Regions from separate parts of the Mus musculus genome. Here all the other regions are linked to region 1. The links are chromatin contacts, called in public HiChIP or PLAC-seq and promoter capture Hi-C maps. All regions are on one chromosome and are shown on one strand. The core of a region is the stretch at or near the end of the contact, and the rest is flanking DNA. Distances in the headings are between cores, read along the strand shown.

Region 1 (2,700 bases), core at 32-2,531:
TTCCTTTTCATTCTCCCCGGGAGAAAAAGAAAACTTCCGAAGCCCAGGCCGCAGTATTTCATTGGGCAAACACAAGGAACCTGGTTTGAGTTAACAGAGAGGGAGCGCCCCTCCCCCCGCAGGCACACACGCAAGTCCTACGGTCTGTTCCCAGGAAGCTCAACCGCCATCCACCCCGCCAGTCTAGGACACTCACCCACAGCAACCAGGGGTCCCCCAAAGGGGAAAGGCAGCTCCAGCAGACGACGCCACAGACACAGGAGGGCAGATTTGTTCCTCCGGCTGGGGGCGCTCCAGGAATGGGGAGGAGCCAGAGATCAGGATCGCAGCCTTCAACGTCCCAAGCCAGCGGTTAAATCATTAACCAACCGCTACCTACTCGCCCCTGAAAAAGCCTCGAGCCCCATGCTTCGGACGTACCGGGCGCGCGCGCAGGTCCCCCCGCGTAAAGCCTCGTCCCAGGTTTCTAAGGGACCGCCAGCTCGGCCCAGCCCCACCCTGCGCCTCTTGCGGCCTTGGCCTCCAAGTCTTCCAAGGGAGGCGGGCGGGGCGGGAGAAGGAAGGGCTCCGACGGGCGGGGAGTATTTGCTCTTTAGGCTATTGCCTTCCAGCCGGCTCTTGCCCTCCTTTCTCCCCGGCCGGGCGACACCGGGTGGCGCCTAAAGCAGTGTGTGTACACGGGAGAGCACGCGTACACCCCTCTACCACTACCGACGAACTCAGCGGTTATTCATGGAGAAGTCTGTGCGCACACGCCCCCCTCGGGGCGACCGCCGCCGATTGTTGTGTGCCTGCCCACGGCAACACACACCCCATTCCTGCGCGAGGGGGTGGACCTTTAAAACCTGCCCACTCACCCCACCCCGAACAGTCCCCGTGGCCAGATCGGGGCGTACTGGCGACGCTGAGCCCTGTTGTTACCCCCTCCTCCGCAAATGATTTTCTGGGACACGGTATGTGACTCTGGGTCTGGTCCCAGGCATGCCTACCCACGCTGGGCACAGAGGGGTGTGTTTGTGTGCGCGCGCGCCCTGCTCCTAGGTCCTCATCTTCCCCATCCCCGGGTCTTTCTACCTTCTCCACGTCACCAGGGGTCTCGAGCCTACCCAGGCCTCACGCGGCCACTGGGCCACAAACGGATGCTCGTCGCCTACCTCGGTCCCCAGCTCCCCGAGCGCGGACCAGGTGCGGCTGTACGCTCCCCTCGGTGTGCTTGGCGCCTCGGCAAGGCTGGCGACCCATGGCAGCGCCGGCGTTTGTTTCCTCTGGCTCCCGGGGCTCCGAGTGTGCTAGAAGCTAGGACACTCCCCTCCCAGGCTCCTCCCAGCCCTCCCTCCCATTTCCCTCCGCGCTGATGTCACTCCGTCGCAGCAGCCAATGACTGCCACGGAACTCAACTCGGCTGCTTGGCCTCCCAGGTTCAAATCTAAAAGCCTGAGACGCCCCCCACAAGCTCCTAGTAGGGTAGACAGAGCAGGTCTTGCTTTGAGGAGTCGCGCCCCACAGCCCCCAGTGCTCTGCCGCGGAACCGACGTGCGGTCCGCAGAAACAGGAGCACATCCCCTCCCCAGGAACCAAGGGGAAGCTCTCTCTTGGCTCTTCCAGTTTTGAACAATGGTAAGAAAACAACTCCCTCCAGGACGTTACCCACTTCTGGACCACGAGCAGGAGCTTGGGCTCCGTGGATTCCCTCTCCATCTGGAGGGCGGGAGAAGCAGGTCCGCCCGAGTCCAGACCCGGTCTGAGCAGTGGAGGAACTTTTCAGCAAGGTGACCTGGCTTTGATAGCTCTGTCTGGTGATCATGGGCTCTTAAGTACCCTCCCAGGGAACCTCCCGGAATTAAATCCCGCGTGCTTGGGTAGAGGAAGCCCCACCTATGAATGATCATTAAAAGCAATAAAAGCCAGGGGCGAAATAGTCAATAAAGAGGAAACGGAGCCAACCCAAAGTGAAAGTTCCCTAACTACTTAAAGGAAGTGGGGGTGGGGTGGTGTAGGCCTCAGCCTCCTTTTTCCCCAGAGTTGCCTCACGGTCCCTCAGCTCCTTCACTGTCCTCTGGAAACCCTGTCTCTCAGGATCCCACCCCATCCCCGACCTCTCCCCCATCTCCCCGTCTATCCATGAAAACTTCAAACTGTCCATATTGTGTGAAAATCAAACCTAAAAGGTCAGTGTCGCTGGGCAGTGGTGGTGCACGCCTTTAATCCCAGCACTCAGGAGGCAGAGGCAGGCAGATTTCTGAGTTCGAGGCCAGCCTGGTCTACAAAGTGAGTGCCAGGGCTATACAGAGAAACAACCCTGTCTCAAAAAACCAAAAAAAAAAAAAAAAAAAAAAAAAAAAGTTCAGTGTCTGGTCTAGGGGTCCAGTTCCGGCTGCGGAGCACGAGGCTGGTTCAATTCAAGCCCAGCACCACCACCAACCAAAAGAGATGTCAAAATTAGTGAAACTAAAACACGGGGTCCAAAGTAACTTGGGATGGGGATATCCCTGGGGTTCTGACCGTGATTGGGTTACCATGGGGAATTTATACCTCCTCCCCCTACTCTGACTGTCCTTGTATGGGTCCCTCACCTGGAGGTTGTCAAGATGAAAGAGAAATGTGGTTTAGAATAGACAACAGTGTCGGAGTCAGGTCTGTGGGTCAGAGGTAGCTGTAACAGGGCACTAGGGCAAACCAGTAGGAGAGAGTTGTGTTGCC
Region 2 (2,700 bases), core at 106-2,605, 1.1 Mb after region 1:
CTAACTGCCTGCTCCATTCAAGCCTTGACACCTGAGCCTTAGATCTCTAACCTTGGGTTGGGAGGTGGATTTAGGAATGGGAGCGGGTACCCCCACAGCAGCCACCCACTGAAATAGTTCGAGCTTTGCCACATTCCCCAGACCTGACAGAAACTACAGGGCACAGGAAAGGATTCAGGGTTCTAGAAAGTCTGGGCCCCACAGGCTTCTCCCCCCCACACCCCCCTTAAATAAACATTCCTCCTAGAGTCAGAAAAGAACAGAGCGGTGAGGAGGAACCGGCCGAAGGTTTTATCGCTCCGGCAACTCCGGGTGATTCATTGAGTTTAGACTCCAGGTTGTCATAGATGGAGGTACTCAAACACACAGCCAGTCGGGGAGGTACGGGTCACTAGCTCCCTGACCTCCTCCACCTGGCTATCCCCTCGCCTGTGACCAGCTGCCTCCCCCCTCCCGCCCCCCCGCCCCCCCCCCCTCCTCGCGGGAGCCCAGGATTGAGCAAACACGCCCTGCAGCCTGCCCAGCCACCGGCTGGCTCCGACCGCGCTCCTGGCGATCCCCCAGGCAACTCGGCGTCGCGAGAACCCGCACCCTGAGACCCGACTCCCTGCCCTCCCCCAGAGTCCCCAAGGCCCCTGTCAGGCCCAACAACCTCTCCCTTGCTCTTGCGACTTGTCCCCTACGGGGATACAGCGCAATGCAACCAGACCCACTCAGTGCTCCAAAGACAGCACAACTCACTCCCGCGGGATCCCAGGTCCCCAGAGAAAGTGGCCGGAAAGAAAAAAATCTCTTGTTTACTGGGCCAGATAGGCCTCAGCTGGGATTCGCTTCCCTATTTCTGCGGTTTCTTTTCAGCAGATTCCCGGGGCTGGAGGAGAAAGGGTGGATCCGCCCGGGCAGGGAGTGGGGGTGTGGTTCAGGGGAATCTGAATTCGTGGAAAGGTCTTCAGACTTCGGGAGAGGCTGGACTTAGAGTCAGCAACAACGTGGCCAGGAGCGCACAGACCACAGGGATCCTGTTAAACACTACCTCGGGAACAAAACTGAGAGGCTAATTAGGACAGGTCACCACAGGGAACCGGGACGCGGGGAGGGGAGCCCGCGTTGTAAGAAACTCGGGCGTGGGGTAGTCAGGCCGACAAAGACTCCGGCCAACAGCCCGCAGGGGTTCTGGACTCAGTCCACAGATTTAGGGACGTGCGCCGTGACATTCCCTCGTGATCTTGGAGACTGGGCTCTTCGGGAAGGATCACGCACGAAAGAGGAGGACGCTCCGTGTGCGCTGTGTCCACGTGTGCAAGCTCGCTAGGGGAGGGGGCGCGGAGCCGTGACAAAGACGGACTTTGTGTCCTAGTGTGTTCCTCGCTCCAGCCCGGAGCAGCGAACTGTGCCAGGCATGTGTCTCATGGGAAAGCCAGGACGAAAGTGACAAAGGTTGGGTGTCTGTCACGGGTAGACGCGCCAAGGTGGCCACCGTGAGTCTGTGGGTGCGTGCGATCGCTGGGAGATGCAGCCTAGGGGTGTACTGAGCTGCACCCCGAACCTCTTTCGGGAGAGAAAGGCGAATCCAGAAAGTGAGTACGCGCAAGTGCGCGCGCGCCCGCGTGCGGGGGCGTGGCAGTAAACAGCAACAACCCACTAGTCAGTTTGGCCAGAAACTCCGATCGCCTTTCCCAACCCGAAAGTGCGCGTCGGCCGAGCCTGGAGGTGAGTCGGAGGGGGCAGGGCCGGGCGCGCTTTGTTACTGGGGATTAGGATTGCTCGTACCTGGAGCGCTGCTGGCCCCGGAGGAGCGCCGGGAATGGAGGTGATGTCACGGTGATGCAGCCCGGCCCACCCTGGCCGAGAGAGGGGAGCACTGTGCCTGGGGAGGCGGGCGGGAGAGCGAGCCACTGAGCGCGCTTAGCTCAGTGCTCAGTCGGGGGTCCCTGGGAGGCAGGCCCCCGCACCTTTGCTCAGGCCTGGTCACCCCCCGCCTGAACGGGCTCTGGCCCCGCGCCCTGCTTTGAGTCCCTCCTACGCCCGCCGGCGCCCTGCCTGGGGCCGAAGTTGGCTCTGAGCGCGGCGCCGGAGCGGGCTGGCTGCGCGTCCCAGGTAAGGGCTGCTGCCTCGGCGCTCCGCCCTAGCCATCGGCCCGCAGGAAGGGCTGGGTCCAGCTGGCTGGGAAAGGGAGAGGGCCGAGGCCCCCGGTGAAAACCCAAGGGGTGGGTGACGATGCACCCACTCTACAAGTTCGCAGAAAGTTTCCAAACCCGAGCCAGCTGGGGATTTAATGGCTCGGGGAAGCCAGGTTCTGCGGCCGGGGGTGTTCCGCAAGGGATCTTAGTGTCGGAGAGCTGTTCCTCTATCCACTCTCGTAGTGGGAGGCTACGGTCGACTGTGACTGTAGGTTGGCTTCCTTTCCTTATTTCGCGGCAGTGCGTGGGGAGGGCAGGTTTCTGTGACCAGAGGGATTAGGGACAGAGAGCCTGGTCCTTTGCTCTTTCGGTTCGAACTTTCAGGGGCGTAGAGTGTTGACACAGTCCAGTTGGAATAGGGAGGTGAAGGCTCAGGATCTCTCCGCGGGAAGTTTGGAATTTCAGAGGCCTACGGCGCTTCTCCGTGTAGAGGCCTATGTTCTGGGTCCCACCCCTTATTCACCCCTGGTTTTTCCAGAGCGCTTTCCGTTTCTACTTCGCGCCCACACGTTTGCACTTA
Region 3 (2,700 bases), core at 144-2,643, 1.0 Mb after region 1:
TATCCATTGTTCCACCTGGCCACCTGGCCTCCTGTCCGGCTTTTTTACATCGCAAAGTGATCTCACCTGCGAAATTCACAATGGAGAACTGTGTAACCCACTTTTGGTTTTGTTTGTTTGTTTGTTTGTTTGTTTGTTTAATTTTCAAGAAACTCCCCCAACCCAGAAAAAACAAACAAACAAAAAAGCCAGGGGACGGTAGCACAGGCCTTTAATCCCAGCACTTGGGAGACAGAGTCAGGGGGATCTTGTGAGTTGGAAGCCAGGATGGTCTTTCAGAACAGCCAGGGCTACACAGAGAAAAAACTGTCTTAAAAAAAAATTCAAGAAACTTGTCATAAAAGAGTTATTTTTAATGATGTGTGTGTGTGTGTGTGAGAGAGAGAGAGAGAGAGAGAGAGAGAGTACCTCATGAACTGTCTCTCCAGCATTGCCGCCCCCATTCATACTTTAAAAAATTTACATTTATATATTATGCACATGTACTAGGGAGTCCATGTGGTGATCAGAGGACAACATTTGGGTGTCAGGTCTGGCCTTTTACACATGTGGGTCTCAGGAACTGAACTCAGGTAGTGAGCTTGCAAGCTCCCTGACAGGGCAAGCCATCTGGCGGACCCTCGGATTATTTTAAGTAAGCTTATGATTTTGTGTCGAGCCACATCCATAGCTAACCTAGGCCAAATGCAACCTGAGGGGACAGGTGGACTCTCCTGGGTGGTGCTACTCTGGCAGGCAGGCCAAATCCATTCATTCTGACTTCAGGCTTGGTTTGCTAGTGTGTCTATACACTTTACTTAGCCAGGTGCCAAAAGGGTGCAGGCCAGCTTTTCACCCACCTTCTCACTCCCTCATCCTCTCTTCCTCTGGACAATGGGTGCAGCTACCCACACCCTAGGCACTGGCCTCCACCGCTGCGAAGCCAGCATTACTCCTGGAAACTTGAGGCTGCTAGGCGCGCCCTGGAGACGCCCAGTAACAGTCAAGCGAGCAGCAGAAGATCGTAGCCACAGGCAAGGTTGCTTCTGCCCAGCTAGTCGCGTGCCAGGCCGGTGTCGGGAGCGCAGAAGACACAGCCAGGAGCCTCGAGCCTGGGCACGGGTGTGTGCGGAGGGGCCACCAAACGGACGCCGCTAGGCCGGGAGGAGGTCGAGACGCTCAGACCGGTGACCACTCGTACTGACAGAAAACCTCGGGACAAGCAGCAATAGCTGCAACAGAAGCGCAAGGGGGCCGGGGGTGTCCTGCGTGGAGGCGTCCTGCTCACCAAAGTTCAGGGGGCAGAGCGCAGAAGGCGGAGCGAGCATAGGGGGCGGGGCAGCACAGGGGGCGGGGCGGAGCCGGCCAGGCCCTCCTGGCCCCGCCTCCTGGTCAGCGCTCGGGCGGCAGGCGCGTTGTTGGTTTCGGGTTGTCAGGCAGCAGCGGAGGCGGAAGAGCGATCCGAGGAGGTGACCATAGTGGAGGTGCGTCTCAGCCATGCCAGCTGTCGCGGCCTGAGGCTCTTTACCTACCGCAATCATGAAGGACAGCGGTGACTCAAAGGACCAGCAACTCATGGTGAGACCCCTTATCAAGCTCCTGCTTGGTTCCCCTCCACCAAACCTGAGACTTGACAGCCTCAAACATAGTGACCACTGAGAGCAAGAGATGGGAGTCTGGGACTGTGCAGAACAACTACCCAAGTTCTCAGTGGCCAGAAGGGATGGTGGCACTTCCTGGGGTTAGGAAGTTAGCACCCCACTTCCCCTGCCCAAGTTCAGCCTTCTTTGGGCCAAGACTCAGAGGTCAAGACCCAAGAGAGGTCTCAACTATTGCCTGAGAAGGAAGCTGGGATTCTCTAGCGAATCAGAGGGCTTAAACCCAGCCAGGTCTTGCTTTAAAGGAAGATGGAGCCACAGATAGAAAGACAAAAGCCCCCGAAATAGGGGGAGCCAGCACCAAGTCTGAGGAGCAGTTAGTTATGGGCTGTGCCTCAGGCTCTGTCCAAATCAGGACTCCAGATACTTCAGAGAAATGCTAGAAGCCACCTGGATAGTCCCAGGGTCTACTGGCCTGGGAAGAATAGCCACATGGGAAGGAGTAAGGGTAGGTAGAGACCAAAGAGAGATTCTTGACTATCCGTGGTGGAAGCTGGAGCCACAAAGAGAAGCCTTGGTGCTACTCAGGTTGTAGGATAGGTGGAGATCTCTCCTCTCTCTTTCACAGCCTTCTTCCCAGTCCCTAGCCTTAACCTATGATCTGTGGAAATGGTCCTTCTGCCCCAGCAGGCAGAGCATCACTACCGAAATGCCCGAGAACCTGTTTCTGCACAGGGAAGCTTGGATTCAGCCCTAGGAGCCAGTTCCAGACTCGGTGGCACCCTCTCTGACAGTGAGAATGGCCTCTTTGAAAGAGTTTGCTCCAAGAATATTCATTGTCATTAGGGCAGGGACAAAGACCCTCCTTTCACCAAGGAGGCGTATCCAGGGAGGAGGCTGATAAAGGCAATAGGACAGTCTGTGTGGATGAAAGGAACTGAGGGTCCTTGAGGTCCACTCAGTATCCAGGCACCTCCTTTTGCTCAGCAGAAGAAATTCTCCCCAATCCCTGACTCTGGTTTTATTTTGGAGGGAGACATATCTATCTCTAAGTGGCCAGGAAATAGAGAACAGAGAAGCCCTTGGTAACACTTCCTGGGAGTGTTAGGATGCAGCCACAAGT
Region 4 (2,700 bases), core at 145-2,644, 1.5 Mb after region 1:
CTTCTCTGCAGTACCCCGCCCCCTTCCTCTTTTGCTTTAAGGTCTGAGACAGAGTTTCCAGTACATCTGGCAACCTTGAGGCCCTGTCTGGCAAGACTAATACTGAAAGCTTTGAGACCTTGGCCTTTGTGGAAGAGAATGGTCGTGGGGAGGGCGCAAAGCTGCAGACAAGATTGCCTTGAAATATAAAATGCTGGAGATAAAGAAGCGTAAAGATAAGGGGAGGCGAAAGCCATCCCATTAGACTGAAAAAGACTTCCCTACAAAGCAGAAGACAGCTGCCCATCTGTCCCCAACCACCATCCATGGAACAAATGCATGTCTCTCACAGCTGAGGACCTAGGGCGCCTCAGCTATACCTGTGGAATCAGTTAGAAAGAACACAGCTTACATTAGTCAAAAGCCCCTTCCTTGTCAGACAAACCAAAGGGCTGGAGCCTACCCCCAGAATTGGGACAAGAAATGAATGGTAAGAAGGGAGCCTGGAAGGAGTGCCTCGCTTACCTTTAACAAGTGTTGGGCTGTGTAGAAGCCAGCTGGGCCACTGCCGACCACACAGATCTGAGGGGTCTTCTCCTGTGTGGAGAACTTCTGGCAGAAGCCTGGGGCTAGGTAGAGCAGGGGACAGCAGGGTCAAACCAACACCCTCCTACCACCCCAAACCAATTCTGTCCAGTTGCACCTTGCCTTCACCCTCACCTGCATCTTCCTTTTTCCGTTCCTCAAAGCTTCACCATTTCATCTGAATGCCAGAGCTGTCTTTATCCAGAACCCCATGTCTCACCCATGAACAATAACAAATAATCTGCCCCAGACCCCCTTATCCCCCAAGCTGTCCTGCACAGCACTATCTTTCTTGAGAGGTTCCTTATGTGATCTCATGTCTTCATATGCCCATCACGTTTCTATTTTGCTTTTTTCTAGCCCTTCTTTCCCCCACAGAACTCTATTGCTCATCTCCTCACCTCGAATTTGCCTGTCACCTCCGTTCACCTCGTATCACACATAAAGACCTCATGGTCTATCCTTTTAGCCTTTACTGAGCTGTCTTACCCAGGACGCCTTACATCTCTTTGCACAGATCCTCCCCTCTCCATCACTCCCATTTCTCCCGCAAGAGCAGACACGTTCAGCTTTGCCCCTCTCCAGCCCCGCCTCAGCTCTGCTCGGACCCCCGCTCTTGATCACAGGCCTCCCCTCGCCCTGGTGCAGCCCCCAAGAGCCCTGCTCCTACTCGGAGTGCTCCTGGAGGGAGACGGCCGAAGCCCAGACCACGCGGACCAGCGCCACCAGTGCCAGCAGCGAGGAGCCATGGCTGAGAAGTGCAACCAGCAAGCGGAAGAGCTAGCAATGACTCTAGTGCTGAGCGCAGGTCCAGCAGCCCGCCGAGGACGCTCCTCTGGACCCGCCCATCACTGGAGCCCCGCCCCAAGCCTCGCCTCCCGCTTGCTTAGAAACATCAACTTGGAGACTTCACCAAGATTTCCGAAATAACCACGCCCCCAAAGAGAACCATGCCCCCATCTCGCCAAGGCCCCGCCCCCAGAACGTCCAATCCTCAAAAGCTTATCAAATTTCTCCGGTCTTCCTAGTACCTCCAGATGCCGGAAGTCTAGATTTGAAGAAACGCGAATCCCCTATGCTGTTTCAGTTGCTCTTGAAGAAGGGAGCCAATTGGAAAGGAGCTTACTTTATGTAAAGCTTGCCGCTCGCTGATGACGCAATGCCCCGTTGTCGTTGTTTGAGTGATTTTTGTATCAGCCAATCAGAAGGCCAGAGCCCGGAAGTCTCGTGTATCCGCTATTCTTGACTCCTCGATTTTTAAGTCTGGATGTTGAACTGATGTAGCCTCAAACAGCTACTTGTGCGTGTCAGAGAAGGACAAGTGTTAAACTCTCAAGAGCTTATTTCTAGTCACCCTCTTCCCACGATGGGGGAGGAAACACGCGAAGAAGTTCCCCCTCTGGCACTGAGACCAGAGCCCGACCTTCGACCCTGGTCCGACAGTACAGGGATCAGGGTGAGACCGTACCTTAGGGGGCACCCAAAAGCTCAGTAGTCAAGGTAAATCATTCATATTCCATGTTTTAAAAGAAAATTGATGCAAAGCCTAAAATCAATATCTTTTAAAAGTTTTTTCTAACATTTATATATTTTATTACATTATTTATGGGGGCCGGTGTACACTTGCCACAGCGTTCGCGTGGTGTGTGGTAGTCAGAGGACAGCTTATAGGAGTTGGTTCCCTCCTCTACGTGAATTCCTGGGTTTCAGACTCATTTAAGGCTGAGGGCAAGCAACTTTACCCTCCAGCCGACCCACACATGTTTTCTACACAAGAACAGGACCTGAAGAAGGGTGAATGCTTAATGTGCACATGATCCTGGTTTCGATTACACCACAAAAAATATAATTAAAATAAGGGCAGGACCCATTGTCACCTCTAACCAGACAAGCCCAGTGCTTCTCTGAGAGTCCTTCTCCTTCTTGGAAGACTAACCTGTCATCCTCACAACATCTGATTCTTGTTTATTCTTGTTGAAGATTGAACCCAGGGACTTACAAAATTGCTCTACGTTTTAACTGCCCCCTGCCTCGCCCCGCCCCGCCCCGCCCCTAGCTGAATCTTCTATTCCATAATTCAGGTACAAAGCTAGCCTGGGCTGTATACAGAGTGGCACCTGATCTCACAAAACAGTA
Region 5 (2,700 bases), core at 118-2,617, 1.4 Mb after region 1:
GGCAGGGTGACAGATCTCCCCAATGCAAAACTATTGTCCCCTACAGAGCCAGCTTCTCAATCTGTCAGATGTTTGCCAACTAACCTCACAAAGAGTCCCTGAATCTCACTTCTGGCCTTTAAACAGTAGGCATCAAAATAATGAATTCAACATCTGGGACAAGCACACGTTAAGTCTCCAGAGGATACCAGGGAACGCCATAAGTAATTTAGAACGAGGGAAGAAGACATGGCTTTGTTTTTTTGTTACACACACATCTAGATGATGTAATCCCTCATTGAAAAGCCAAAAAGAAAGCAGAGAGATGGATGACAAGGAAAATAAATGAAAAATGAGCCCTCCACTTCAGCTTTATTCCTCCTGCATGTAATTCCCACCCCCAACCCCCCACTTTGAGTCACAGTCTCATTAAGTATCCCTAGCTGGCCTGGAACTTATTATATTGCCCAGGCTAGCCTCAATCTCACGGAAGAGATGGACCTGCCTCTGTCTCCCAAGTGTTGGGCCAGAATCAAAGGTGTACAGCACCACACAAGTGACGTTTGTTAAACAAGACAGGCTCCTAGATTAAGGCACCCTGTTTCCAATTGCCCTCCACGCTACAACCAGTCGGGTAATGAGTTAGTTACCTGGGCACATGCTCGGAGGTGTAGGGTACCAGGACCACCTTCTTGCCCACTAGCATGGTGTTCTGATTCAGCTTCATTGTAGCTGCCTACTAGTGGGGAGAGTTAAAGACTTCAGAGCCCCCATAGTGTCTTCCCACGCAGGGTGGAACTCTTTCTGTAGCAGTGGAGCTATGTTGACAGAAGAGCGTCCTGCCTTCCCCTCACAACTACGTGAAAGAACGGGGATTCTAAAACTCTTGTAAGAGAAAGAGCCGAAGTGGTCAATACATCTGGGCTCTCACCCAGGGGCCAAGTTCTGGCTCGGTTTCCAGCCCATTCCTACACAACATGCCCGTCCACCCCCAAATGACCTGTTAATCCTTTTTTTAACCTGTTTCCAACCCTAGCCTCCAGCGTCCAGAGTCCACGTCACTCGGCTCTGGCCCTTCCGTTTTCCTGTCCCCAAGCCCCACTCAAAGTTCTCAGGCCTCAGCCCTTTGCGTGGTTCCTCGGCCGTCTAAGCGCTGTAGTTTGCAAACTGCAAAGCTCACAACCACCCCCTGCCGAGGAAGGCGTCCCCAACGACAGGCGTCAGCGTCTGTCCCGGAGAAACAGGCTTTCCGCATGCGCGTAGAGGGGCTTGCTGTCCGCTTCCGCCAGGCAGACGGCAGCCGCAAAGCCCAATCCCGGCCCCGCCCCCGCGAGGCATCCAATCAACGCACTGCGCCCCTCCCCACGCGCTCGCTTGGACGGGGGACTGGGAAGCGTGCGCGTGCGCGTAGCGGGCGCTGGTGCGGGGCCGCTGGTGCCGGGTGGCAGCTGCAGAGCTGGAGGCGGTGGCCACTGTGCCTGGAAGCTAGCTGTGCTGCAGGTCTGGGACGGGCAGGAGGGCAGGACAGGGTGAAGATGGATGTGAATTTTAGAGTTTCACCTGGAAGGGAGGGGAAGGGGAGACTGAGGGACCGGCTCTGGAGAAGAGAGGGGAGGCTTAAGGGTGGGAAACCCTAAGGCAAAGCAAAAGGCAGGTGTCGGTGCGCGAGGCCCCATTTAAAAGAAGAGGCTTTGGGACAAGGAGTTAGGATGGAGGGGCGACCTTGGAAAAGCTGACTCCCGCTGTGGGCGGAGAAGCAGACAGCTGTGTGGGCTGTCCTGTGTAGTAGTGAGCTCATAGATAATGAAACGGACGTAAGCACTTTAGGGTAAAGGGGGCTGTGATGGTTAGTGAGGCTTAGAGGCCCGGAAAGCCCCTTCAGTCACTTGGAGTGTGAGCAGCATCCAGGCACCGAGAAGTGCCTTGCATAGCAAATCAAGTTAGAAGACATGGTCCAGGAAGCCGCGTCCCACCAAGGCTGTCTCATGGCAGATAGGGAGACCAAAGTGTCTGAGTTAAAAGGGCTACAGGTGAAAGCGGCAGACTGCAAACCCCCCACCCCCAGTCTCATCTCTGCAGTTAGAGAACTAAAGTCTACTCTTTTGTCTTAGGAGCTGCGGCTGCTGCTGCCACTGCATAGAAGTAACCTCTTGGGCCAGCCCTTCCTCACTCTCTGGAGATGGCAGGCGAGATCACAGAGACCGGAGAGCTCTATTCTCCTTATGTGAGTTCTTCTCCATAAATGTGTTCTGCTCACCACCATGCTCCTGGTTTCTAGAGAAGCCCACTGCTATCTGTGGACTATACTAATTATGGCCCTGGTTTAAATAGACCCTGGTGAAAAACACAACGGAAACTCCACATAGCTCCAGTCAGGTTCAGCTGTCTTAGCTAGACTCTATATATCAGGCTCGTTCCTCATTTGTTTATAATTTTTTAAAGCTTTTATTTTAAATGATGTGTCTACGTATGGATATGTGCATGCCTGTCAAATCCAAAAGAGGGCACCAGATGCCCTGGAGTTAGTTGTCGATGGTTGGATGCTGCTCAGTGTAAGTGCTGGAAGTGAACTCGGGTCCTCTGCAGGAGCAGCAGGTACTCTTAACTGCTGAGCTGTTTCTCCAGGCCAGTTCTCCTTTTAGACACCTATCAGAGAGCATCAAGCCAAATAGTAGTTAACTTGCTAGTCTCCCATAATATCTATCTCAGGACTCCCACAGA
Region 6 (2,700 bases), core at 198-2,697, 1.4 Mb after region 1:
ACACTCGGAGGTGTGCAGATCCATGACCAAAGGAAGCTTTACTACATCTATATAGGTTGGGCAGCGAGTGAGGCTCCAAGAAAGTATGCATTACACATATCTGAGGTTACTATATTTGCTTTCAAGGCAGAAATCTTGCTCCCAGAGCAAAGTCAGCACTCTAAACTTGGGTTGATAAGGAAACTCTCTGTGACCTCTCATAGGAAGATCAGGGAGGAGCCTGGGCTCCGGGTTCTCTTCTGGGGCTCTGAGCTGATTGCTGGAGCTCTAGTCACATACATAGCTCTGGGCCTCTGGCATTTCTGTTTTTCCAGAATTAAATTGCAGTATTTTGGAAAATATACTCTGACCGGTTTTTCCCCCTCTGTTTATTCCCAGAAGGAGGATCGTGTTAGAGAGTTTGTTACGTGGCACGTTGTGGGAAACTGTTACCCAATGTCCGAATCATTCCATCTTCACCCATTGGCGTCCTCATAGGTTCAACTTACCCTTAACTGACTACCCTCCCCCACCCCCAGCCTCTGTGGCCACATCTGCGCTGGCAAGAGGGAGCTGGAATGCTTATCTCACAATCCAAGTCATTTTTCTGTTGAACAAAGCCAGTCTTCCATTCCCTCTGAAGTGAATCCTGAGATTGACTACCTAGCTGTCTCACCCGCCCTCTCTCCGTGGCTAAAGGCTACTGCCAAAACTAAGCCCTTTATTTATTATTCATTTATCTGTTCTCAGACAGCCTGTCTTCCAGGTGGGCTGCAAGGAGCCTCAGTCTCTACCAAGCCCTACAAGTTTCTAGAAGGGATCAGAGCCCAAACCTCTGTCTATATGCATGTCCAGGGATAGAGGGGCGGCTCCACAAGAAGAAACTTTGTTATTTAAACAACTCTACTCCGGAGTTATTCTGTTACAGTTACCCTGTTACAGTGTTACTGTGTTACAGAAGACATCCGTCCGGTTCTTAAGTTGGCTCTGGGGAGGGGGAGGAGTGAGTGTGGGGGAGCATGGGGTGGTTTCCCCAGCAACTGTCGCTCCCCTCTCTCGGGCCAAGCTATGCAACAGGCTTTGGCTCAAGGCGGTTAAAGCGTTGAGAATCCTTTACCCAGAGACTAGCTCTTCTAAATCCCCCTCCACAACGTGGAAACCAGAGCGGAGCCCGTGGGGCCTCTGGGCTCAGTACCTGGAACCCCGCCCCAGCCCCGGCCTCGGCCCCGCCCGATCAGCCCAACTCCGCACTTGGTAACAAACACTTCCACTTCCTGGGCTCTCTTTTCTTCTCCCGCTGCGGGGTGCCGCGCCGAGTGCAGGCCACGCCCCACTCTCCTGATTGGTTAGATTTGTTCACCCTGGCGCAAGAGCCCGGTTCGTGATTTCTGATTGGTCTACTGTGATCCACACCCACCGCGCGGCCCCGCCCTCGGGTTTAGGAGCTGGGGCGGGTTCTGGAACGCTCAGACGCCGCGCAGGGCGGGGATTGGCCGGCTCCCTTCCTGTGCGTTCGCAACCGCGGTTCCCGGGACACCTGTTCCCTGTGCCCCGTGCGGTGCTCAGCTCCCAACTCGAGCTCTGCGGCTCGGGGAGAAAGGTCGTGAGTCCCCGGCCTCCGACGGCACCCGCGCTGAGCCTTCGCAGAACAAGATGAGCGCGGACGCAGCGGCCGGGGAGCCTCTGCCCCGGCTCTGCTGCCTGGAGAAGGGTCCAAATGGCTACGGCTTCCACCTGCACGGGGAGAAGGGCAAGGTGGGCCAGTTTATCCGTCTGGTAGAACCTGGCTCGCCGGCCGAGAAGTCGGGGTTGTTGGCTGGAGACCGATTGGTGGAGGTGAACGGTGAGAATGTGGAGAAGGAGACGCATCAGCAGGTGGTGAGCCGCATCCGCGCAGCGCTGAACGCCGTGCGCCTGCTGGTGGTCGACCCGGAGACCGACGAGCGTCTCAAGAAGCTGGGCGTCTCGATCCGGGAAGAGCTGCTGCGCCCCCAGGAGAAGTCCGAACAAGCCGAGCCTCCAGCGGCCGCCGACACTCATGAGGCTGGGGACCAGAATGAGGCCGAAAAGAGCCACTTGGTAAGTGCGGGTTGGGCTTGGTGTAGGACTAGGATTCTAGAGAGACTCGGGCACCCCGGACTTCCAAGCACTTTCTGAAACTCGAGCAGCGAGGAGGAAACGGCTTCTGCCCTCTGTCCCGGAGCCTTCGCAGTTTCTAAGGCGAGCTTCGGAGTGCGACCAGCGACCCCACCGCCCTGTCCGGGCTGGCTGGGGAGCGGAGCTCCTTTGCCGCCTGCATCTCCTGACTGCTTGAACTTTGCGAAGACGGCGCAAAGAAACCCAGTCCCCTTCTCTGCTCCCATTCCTTGGATTCCGCCCCACAACCCGGACTCATTCCTGGGTTATCCTTGCCTACAGCTAAGCTAAGAGCTCTCCCCACCACCCCCCGCATCTCCCTCCCTCCCTCCCTCTTTCTACTCTCTTCTCTTCAGTCCCTGTGGATGGTAGCTCAAAGTGGCTTAAAGGCTGAATAACTAAGGGTCCCTGGGAGGACCCCTTCAGCCCTACCCACATCCTGGGTCCTCTAGTTTGTGCATCATTAACTCACACCGGTTGGACTTCATCCTTCTCAAGACTAAAGTGACTTCTAAGAAAGAGAGGAAGTCTCAACGTCTCGGAGCTAGGGGTGGGGGTGGGGTGCCGGGAGGAGGTGCAGAAGCG

The links. Promoter capture Hi-C pulls out the DNA fragments that hold promoters and counts their contacts. HiChIP or PLAC-seq counts read pairs in DNA pulled down with a chosen protein or histone mark.
Region 2: an H3K27ac HiChIP or PLAC-seq map of extraembryonic endoderm stem cells shows a contact between it and region 1, with 5 times the contacts expected there. The contact joins the promoter of Gprc5c here to the promoter of Cdc42ep4 in region 1. A contact is called at or near these places in 2 of 39 promoter capture datasets (cranial neural crest and liver), 2 of 484 Hi-C or Micro-C datasets (both in embryonic stem cells), 3 of 115 datasets of contacts at active chromatin or transcription factors (embryonic forebrain, extraembryonic endoderm stem cells and pancreatic cancer cells) and 1 of 9 other capture datasets (macrophages).
Region 3: a promoter capture Hi-C map of pre-B cells shows a contact between it and region 1, with 3 times the contacts expected there. The contact joins the promoter of Kif19a here to the promoter of Cdc42ep4 in region 1. A contact is called at or near these places in 2 of 39 promoter capture datasets (liver and pre-B cells) and 1 of 115 datasets of contacts at active chromatin or transcription factors (pancreatic cancer cells).
Region 4: a contact with region 1 is called in a promoter capture Hi-C map of liver, with 4 times the contacts expected there. The contact joins the promoter of Fdxr here to the promoter of Cdc42ep4 in region 1. A contact is called at or near these places in 4 of 39 promoter capture datasets (embryonic stem cells, liver and pre-B cells) and 1 of 115 datasets of contacts at active chromatin or transcription factors (pancreatic cancer cells).
Region 5: a promoter capture Hi-C map of liver shows a contact between it and region 1, with 5 times the contacts expected there. The contact joins the promoter of Tmem104 here to the promoter of Cdc42ep4 in region 1. A contact is called at or near these places in 2 of 39 promoter capture datasets (liver and pre-B cells).
Region 6: a contact with region 1 is called in an HNF4G HiChIP or PLAC-seq map of pancreatic cancer cells. The contact joins the promoter of Slc9a3r1 here to the promoter of Cdc42ep4 in region 1. A contact is called at or near these places in 2 of 39 promoter capture datasets (both in liver), 1 of 484 Hi-C or Micro-C datasets (the N1E-115 cell line) and 1 of 115 datasets of contacts at active chromatin or transcription factors (pancreatic cancer cells).

What each region holds. Positions count from the first base shown.
Region 1 is chr11:113,750,534-113,753,233 of GRCm38.p6, forward strand. Cdc42ep4 (CDC42 effector protein (Rho GTPase binding) 4) reads right to left here and starts at 1,282. Exons shown (of 2, transcript NM_001163346.1): 1 at 1,155-1,282.
Region 2 is chr11:114,850,177-114,852,876 of GRCm38.p6, forward strand. It overlaps Gprc5c (G protein-coupled receptor, family C, group 5, member C), which reads left to right and starts at 1,356. Exons shown (of 5, transcript NM_001110337.1): 1 at 1,356-1,710.
Region 3 is chr11:114,763,996-114,766,695 of GRCm38.p6, forward strand. Kif19a (kinesin family member 19A) reads left to right here and starts at 1,394. Exons shown (of 20, transcript NM_001102615.1): 1 at 1,394-1,557. The coding sequence starts at 1,519.
Region 4 is chr11:115,275,575-115,278,274 of GRCm38.p6, forward strand. Fdxr (ferredoxin reductase) reads right to left here and starts at 1,395. Exons shown (of 12, transcript NM_007997.1): 1 at 1,235-1,395; 2 at 505-608. The coding sequence starts at 1,313.
Region 5 is chr11:115,186,120-115,188,819 of GRCm38.p6, forward strand. It overlaps Tmem104 (transmembrane protein 104), which reads left to right and starts at 1,368. Exons shown (of 10, transcript NM_001033393.2): 1 at 1,368-1,479; 2 at 2,091-2,203. The coding sequence starts at 2,159. Nat9 (N-acetyltransferase 9 (GCN5-related, putative)) reads right to left here and starts at 1,280. Exons shown (of 7, transcript NM_025400.4): 1 at 1,000-1,280; 2 at 630-718. The coding sequence starts at 706.
Region 6 is chr11:115,161,894-115,164,593 of GRCm38.p6, forward strand. Slc9a3r1 (solute carrier family 9 (sodium/hydrogen exchanger), member 3 regulator 1) reads left to right here and starts at 1,448. Exons shown (of 6, transcript NM_012030.2): 1 at 1,448-2,058. The coding sequence starts at 1,633. It overlaps Rab37 (RAB37, member RAS oncogene family), which reads left to right. Exons shown (of 9, transcript NM_021411.4): 9 at 1-347.